2 separate regions of the Pan troglodytes genome follow, and region 2 is linked to region 1. Evidence: chromatin contacts called from public Hi-C data. All regions are on one chromosome and are shown on one strand. The core of a region is the stretch at or near the end of the contact, and the rest is flanking DNA. Distances in the headings are between cores, read along the strand shown.

Region 1 (3,493 bases), core at 990-3,489:
TTGAGATAATATGCTTAAATCATAAAATGAAGCTAAAATAAACTGTAATGGTGTGAGGAAGTTCACCATTATGTTATTTTAAAATGAGAAAGTTTTGTATACTGATAATTTTTATGTCAGTGGCTTCATGTACAAATAGGTCTATATGCTTTATCATTAGTCAAATACAGTCGAGTGTAAATTTATATATTAATCATATACTGTATGCTGAACACCATCTTCTTGACTGTCATTTATTTTTATTTAAATGCTCCGAATTCTTTGTCAATATATCTAGATACTACAAAAGAAAGAAGAGAAGTTTGAAAAACCTAAAAATGAGTATCACTGTGCAGCTATGCAGGGAGAACTGTCAGCAGCCTGGCACATGTGCATTTAATGTGAAGCTTCTTGTCTCTAAAAATAAGAGTAAAGTTACACATGCCCCTGTGTCTGACAGAGAGAAGGGACACAAAAAGAGGACTCACTATACCACCTACACTCATCAGAGGAGTGAAGGATGTTACTTCTTTGGTTTCCTGGTTTTAGTGGAAAAGTATTTGTATTCACATCATTGAGTATTAGTCATTCAATAGATGAAAGGAATATTTTAAACTTTAAAGGCCACCTTGGTGTCATTTTAAGAAGTGGGGATGAGACCCTGGGGAAAGTGTTGAAATCCTGGAGAATTCGTTTTAACTATTAGAAGTGGTTTAATATTTGTAAGTTTGTAGTTCTGTGAGTTCTAAAGACTAAGTGCAGGGATTTATGTTTTTAACTCTTATGCTTTAGTTTACAAGTTTCATCCTTAAATCATCTATTTGTGTAAATAAAGCTTCATCTCCTCTATAACAAGTGTGTTCTCCCCATATTTTTTTTTTGTCTCTTTCTAAGGTTAATCTATTACGTATTTACATTTTCTATGCATCCTTTAAGGGACACTGAAGATGCTTTTTGATACACTTTCTAAAATATTAAATAGGCATAATGGCTAGGAATATGTAACATTTAAGAAATGTTTCAGAAACTACAGAATCAAAGAGGTTTAAAGAATAAATTTCATATCTCTCTTCCATGTTATTTTATTAGGCAAATAAAAACTACAGGAGACAATTTAACATAAAATACAAATAAATATCTGGGGGTTGTCATCTTAGAGAACTCCCTACTATAAACAGCAGAAACAACTCAATTTACTTTATATTTCCAGATAGAAAGGTTGGAAAAAGTTTGGAGCCTTATGTGAGATCAAACTTTGGATCTATCGGAAATAAAAGGAAATCATAAATGACTGAGAAATATTTTTAAAGGAAGAAATTATAGGACAAAAAAAGAAATTCATCTTAAATATGTGATCAAGTTACTCTGTGTGACCTTTGAAATTGAAGATTTGGCAATTAAAATTTTAAAGTTCTTCCTCTTATTACCTACCTCTTGAATACAAAGTGTCCGAAACTGCCTAATGGAAAACAGATTTCCCTACGCAGCCTTCCTTGCCGTTCGGGTTGAATGAATTCAACTGGAGATATTGGTTATGACTTTTTTTATTCTTAGTTTCTCTTTGAAAGATAAGCATTGAATAATTCCTGAAAATGGTAAATACTTGCGAAGAGAAAGGTCTTGTTTTATGAATTTAATACGTAGTGGCATTCTTTAAAATTAAGTGTAATTTACGCAGCGAAATGGAAAACTATCAAAGTGGAGGCAATCCAAGGAAAACCTTAGAAAATGATAAACGCGTAAAAAAACGATACGCAACCATCAGAAGGTTCTCTCCTAATGTCTCACTTCGCTCAACAAACTATGGTGAAAAGACAGGGCGGAGGAGAAGGGGCGCTTAAAACAAAAGACTTCCTTTCCCACTCCCTTTTCCTCTGTTTCTTTTGCCAGAGCTTGTTGCAAACTCTTGGAAACATTGTTTAAACATAATACACTTGGTTACTTTATTCTTTCAGGGATTGTGGTGGGTGGTACCTAAAACTGACGGCTCTTGGAGTAACAGAAAAAGAGAAGTAGAAACTTTTCAAAAAGGCAAAAAACAAAGTTACCCTGCCCGCGGAGGTTCTAACAACAAAAAAGTAAAACACACTTTACTTAAAGGCACAGCTCATTTCACTGTCCGGGCTCCGTGCTTGGTAGCTGAGAGAAGGCTTGCTTCGCCTCTGGTTTCTAAAAGATCGCGCGGAGTACAGCTATAGAAAAGAGTGTAAGTTGGGAGCGTGATTCTCAGATTTATTCTGCTACGCGAAAGCTGCGGTTGCTAAAAGCAGAGCGTCCAAAGCAGCACACACCTCGGCTGCCATCCTCGTTCTCCTCTGAACATCCAGCGCGAGCTCAGAACCTGGAGGGAATCCTGGACCAGCAACCTGACTCCGCTCGGCACCGATTGGCTCCTGCCTCGGACCCCGCCCCCGAGGCCGGGGCGGCCATTTCGCCGGGACCCGCCCCTTGGCCCTGGGAATCGCCTCCTGGCAGGCCGGCTGTGCCTGCCACTCAGCCCGAGTGGCGGAGGCTCTCGACTCGGAGCCCCGCCCCCTCCCCCCCTAATTGATATTATTGGAGTGTGGAGCAAGCGGCCGGTCTGCAGTCGGAGACTTGCAGGCAGCAAACACGGTGCGAGCGAACAGGAGTGGGGGGGAAATTAAAAAAAGCTAAACGTGGAGCAGCCGATCGGGGACCGAGAAGGGGAATCGATGCAAGGAGCACAATAAAACAAAAGCTACTTCGGAACAAACAGCATTTAAAAATCCACGACTCAAGATAACTGAAACCTAAAATAAAACCTGCTCATGCACCATGGTTTTTCAAACTCGGTACCCTTCATGGATTATTTTATGCTACATCTGGCTGCTCCGCTTTGCACACACAGGGGAGGCGCAGGCTGCGAAGGAAGGTAAGGTGATGGGAAAGCAAAGTTTGTTCTGACTTATTTATTTAGATGTCTACCTGCACAAGCCAGCTCGTCCGCGGCGCTGCCGGCCGCGCCTCCGGCGCCGGGCGACCCTCCCCCGCCGGCTCCCCGCCCCCTCACCGCTGAGGCCGCTCCTGGCGGACCAGCGAGCGCGAGCCAGGGCTGTTCCTAGCCGCCTACAGCCCTGTGCCCGGAGCCGTCCATCCGACGGGTGCGGGATTTCTGGCGCGGGCAGTCTGGAGGGCGTGAGCAGCAACGGGGGTAGGGTGGGGTTGGAGGAACTGCCGGCGAGCTTATTTCTTAGTACCTCAGGCGGGTCACATCTCTCTCTAGCTCGGTCTTCCTTCTCTCCTTATTCGCCTTCTGTGGGAGCTGCGGCCAGAGTTGGGTTGGAGACTGGGAAATGCAGCCCCTACCGTCTCCGCCAGCCCGCCGGCGAGTGGCGGGAGCCCGGAGCCTTCCCAGAGGGACCGAGACTTCGATGAGCTCGGAAAGCTCGGGTTACTAATGAAGTGCTCACTGCGTCGGAGGCGGCGGCGCGGTCCTGAGGTTGGCGCTCGGCCGCCAGCACGGAACAATAACGCCGCGGAGGTGAAGCGCGGC
Region 2 (3,704 bases), core at 1,070-3,569, 650 kb before region 1:
TAAAAGCAAATCAAAACAAAACAAAACAAAACAAAGTTTGAGTTATGTTACTTTTATAAAAGGAAACTAATGATGGGAAATGGAAAACTTAAAAATATTTTTTTCTTCGCCAAAATGTATACGAAGAAATATATGAATAAACATATAAGTATAATTCTTAGAACTTATATTTTATATGTTATCTTTTTTTTTTTCCTTGAGAGATATGAATAACTCACTCTGGCCTGTAATATGTAATATTGAATGTATTAAATATAACATGATTATAACACTTATGTTGATATAAGTTTAGGAATGCATTTTGAATTGTTTAATTATATTATTACTTTAGCTCTATTTGAAAATACTGAAATATTTTTTAAACATTCAAACTTTATGATTAATGGTCTTTATATTTTAACATAAGATATTTATTCTAAATCAGCTGCTGGTAGACATTATTTTTCAAGGGCCTGATGGTAAATGTGTAGGGTTTGGTAGCCATACAGTCTCAATCATTCAACACTGCCTTTATAGCACAAAAGAAGCCACAGATAATATGTACATGAATATGTTCAAATAAAACTTTACAAAAACAGGAAGCTTACCGGATTGGGCTTATGGTCCTTAGTTTTTCAGCCCTTTTTCAGACTAATTTTTATTTGCAGATAAATTTTAAAAATAAATTATTTTAAAATCTAAATTAGTTCCTTCCTGAGTAACACAAGCTTAAATACACATAAAGATGTATTTATCCAACTTCCAGGAAGAAAATGCTCATTTGGTCTGGTTTGTCCAGACTGGCATCTAAAACTAGATCATTCCCAAGTCTCCAGTATCTTGGATTGTGCAACTCTGACTTAAGTATCCCATGAGTTAAAATAATACAATACAACAGCAAAATAATACAAAGTTTACAACCCTTATTTCCATGGGCAATTTCATTTTATTTGATTCAATGAGAAGAGGATTTGAACGTTGCTTAGCTTGACATGTACACTTGTACCAATTACTGACCCCCAAAATATTTAAAGAGGCTTCTTATATACCTCTGAATTACTGCTTCTAGCCTAATTTGTTTCTTTCCTCTGAGCAATTTATAAAATATAAACCATTTTTGCCTTTTTCAAACTAGTTTTTCTTGTACACATATTAGGTATTTGTTGATTGTAACCTGGATTATTTAGTTTACAAAGTGTTTGCTGTTATCATTGGTATATTTAGCAGATTACACATCCCTGAGATACACCCAAATTTTTTAAATGAGCATTTTAGTGTATCTTATTTATTTCCAGAAAGATTCTTCAAGCTCTATTAGGGGAAAGGGCTTTGTTTCAATATAAATCATATTTGTGTGCTATAACAATAACATAATGGTAATAATAATGTTATTTGAATTTAAATCAAACAAGTCAATTGTAATTAAAGTTTATTTGTTTAACTGACTAGTTTGGCCTAATGTCTAATTTTAATTCTGCTATTTATAATGAATAGATAGGAGTTTCAAAGAAAGACAGGGTTACTGATATGAATAAATGATTCTTATATTTTTCTATGCAGACTGATGTAAATTAATACTGAACCTAAAATTTTACAGAAATGTAAATCACTAGCTACCATTTATGTGGTGATTCCTATTAAAGTCCTATTCTGTATAGAATGAATGGTAAACTGGTAATGCACTGAAGCGTGCTCAGTCCCCAAATGTACTGCAGATACTGGGTTACACAACCAAAAATTACTATTAAGACACAATGACTTCCGCAAATAAAAACAGATAAGAGGGGAGGAAATGTTGCCAGAATTGGTTACATTGTATTAATCCACTTAAATCTCGTACATTTAAAAAGAATTTCTATGTCTTTAGGAAGCCTTTAACAACATTTCTGGCTTCGTTGGGACTCCCAAAGAGCTATGTGGTAGCAATAAAAAGCTCTTTACCACAGGGATCCCTACAATTAAGAGAAGCAGAGATTGTACACGTTTGCTAGTTTTGAAATATTAGCTTGCCTCCTACTTAAATCCAAACAAAAGCACACTATGGCTCTAGGTCAGCCCAATACAGACAAGACCCGAGCTCTGATTTGCCCCATACAAGGAACTATAATGGAGTGGAAGCAGCAGCTACTTAATATATGAGTTAAAATTACCCGTGACTGAAATGAGCACATCAATCAAAAGTTTTGGCATGTAATGAGCCAAACAAACCAGTGTGGTGAGCTTGAAGGCAGGAAAAGCCTCTATTCTGTATTCAAAAGTTTTCAAATTACCATGACATCCCTTTGCATACACCACCCGACTTCCAGCAGGTGGATTTTCGAGGCATTGTGCTTGGAACACAAAGATGGATCAACTAAGAGCATTTGAGATAGTTTCCTGTTTTGTGTTCAGAAAACTAGGTCTGCATAAAGCCTCCCGGATTCTTAGCATTTTTTAGGTGTTGGGCAAGGGATAAATATACATGACTGAGAACAGAAAATTAAACAGTGATGGAACAGAAACAGCTATAATTGCTGATATATGTTTCATGTAAAAATTGCACATCCATTCTGACCATCTCAGCATAAATGTAACTTGTTAATTTAGGTAATTCCACTTCAAAGTGCTACCATGTCTTGTTGTCTTTATCAATTTCAATTAATTTCTAAATATCTTGAAAAATTAAGGGAGCCTTTCTTAATAATTATATGTTTAAGCAGCAGTTTTCTGCTAGCATGTCTAGACAGACTGTACAGTACAGAGTAATTGTAGTATACATCTCATTTCTCACTCCTGATTTCAGTTAGTAATCTGAACGTATTATGCCCATAGCTCTGCATAATCACTTCCAACTACAGTTTCTTTGAGAAGCAACTACAGAAAACCCAGAAGTAGAATTTTATTCAATAAGTATGAATGTGCGGAAATATTACTACATAATTCTATCAGTTTTCTAGTTTTATTTAACCACAGCATAATGCAAAGAATTGTGGCATTTTATTTCCTTCGAATATTGTATCCATTGTTCATTTTATTAACTAATCATTTAAAATAACTCAGTTTTAACTTATTATTAAGATATTTTAGAAAACATAACTTCCAAACTATTATAATCACAGAGTAATAGAGTCATGTCTGTCTAACTACAAAGAAAACTAGGAATCTTCTAGGTGCAAAATACATGATAAAATGTTTTTGTTAGAGGGTTAGAGAGTAAATGAACTTTGTTAATTCAGTGGCGAATGAAAATTGTTAAGTAGTTCTATGTTAATTCTATAAAACTGGCTGGTAAATGAAGAGTGTAGTTCAATAAGTCTATGGTTATACCACCCTGAACGTGCCTGATCTCATCTAAATGGACCTTTGACAGAAAAAAAGAAAAAAACACTATGTTTCTGAAATTATTACCCACTAAATTGACTAGCTGAGATGACTTCAGGAAAGCATATAAATGACTTCAGCTATCAATGTTTCAGACTTGGAATGATAATTTCCTCCCGTAGCGCCTCTTTTTTTATTTTTTCTCTTGTTCTTCAATAATTGTGTGTTATAATTATTTAAAAATATATATGCCTAAGAGGTCCAGGATATGTATAACTTCTGTTAATAAGAGTGCCAGGAACAGTTTTTAAAGAGATATTTAAAGTGCTTTAGTTATATTCACTATGTAACCACTCTACTATGCCATTTCATATTATACAGTGATAGAATAATCTTAAACCTATAAGCATTCAGAAAAGCATAGT

What was found. A called contact is a pair of places that touch in the nucleus more often than the background predicts.
Region 2: a contact with region 1 is called in a Hi-C map of induced pluripotent stem cells, with 1.6 times the contacts expected there. The contact joins the enhancer-like site here to the promoter of EPHA7 in region 1. A contact is called at or near these places in 2 of 7 Hi-C or Micro-C datasets (induced pluripotent stem cells and stem cell-derived neural progenitor cells) and 1 of 1 datasets of contacts at active chromatin or transcription factors (stem cell-derived excitatory neurons).

Annotation. Positions count from the first base shown.
Region 1 is chr5:105,437,904-105,441,396 of NHGRI_mPanTro3-v2.0_pri, reverse strand. It overlaps EPHA7 (EPH receptor A7), which reads left to right and starts at 2,239. Exons shown (of 17, transcript XM_054686144.2): 1 at 2,239-2,872. The coding sequence starts at 2,776. All of the region lies in intron 1 of LOC134810341 (a long non-coding RNA gene), which reads right to left.
Region 2 is chr5:106,084,021-106,087,724 of NHGRI_mPanTro3-v2.0_pri, reverse strand. No RefSeq gene overlaps it. Among named protein-coding and RNA genes, the nearest start is that of EPHA7, 650 kb to the right of the region's middle. Within about 2 kb of position 2,319, at least 2 of the 24 cell types and tissues checked have an H3K27ac peak or open chromatin away from gene starts, as enhancers often do. A contact at or near this core is called in induced pluripotent stem cells, where this site is marked.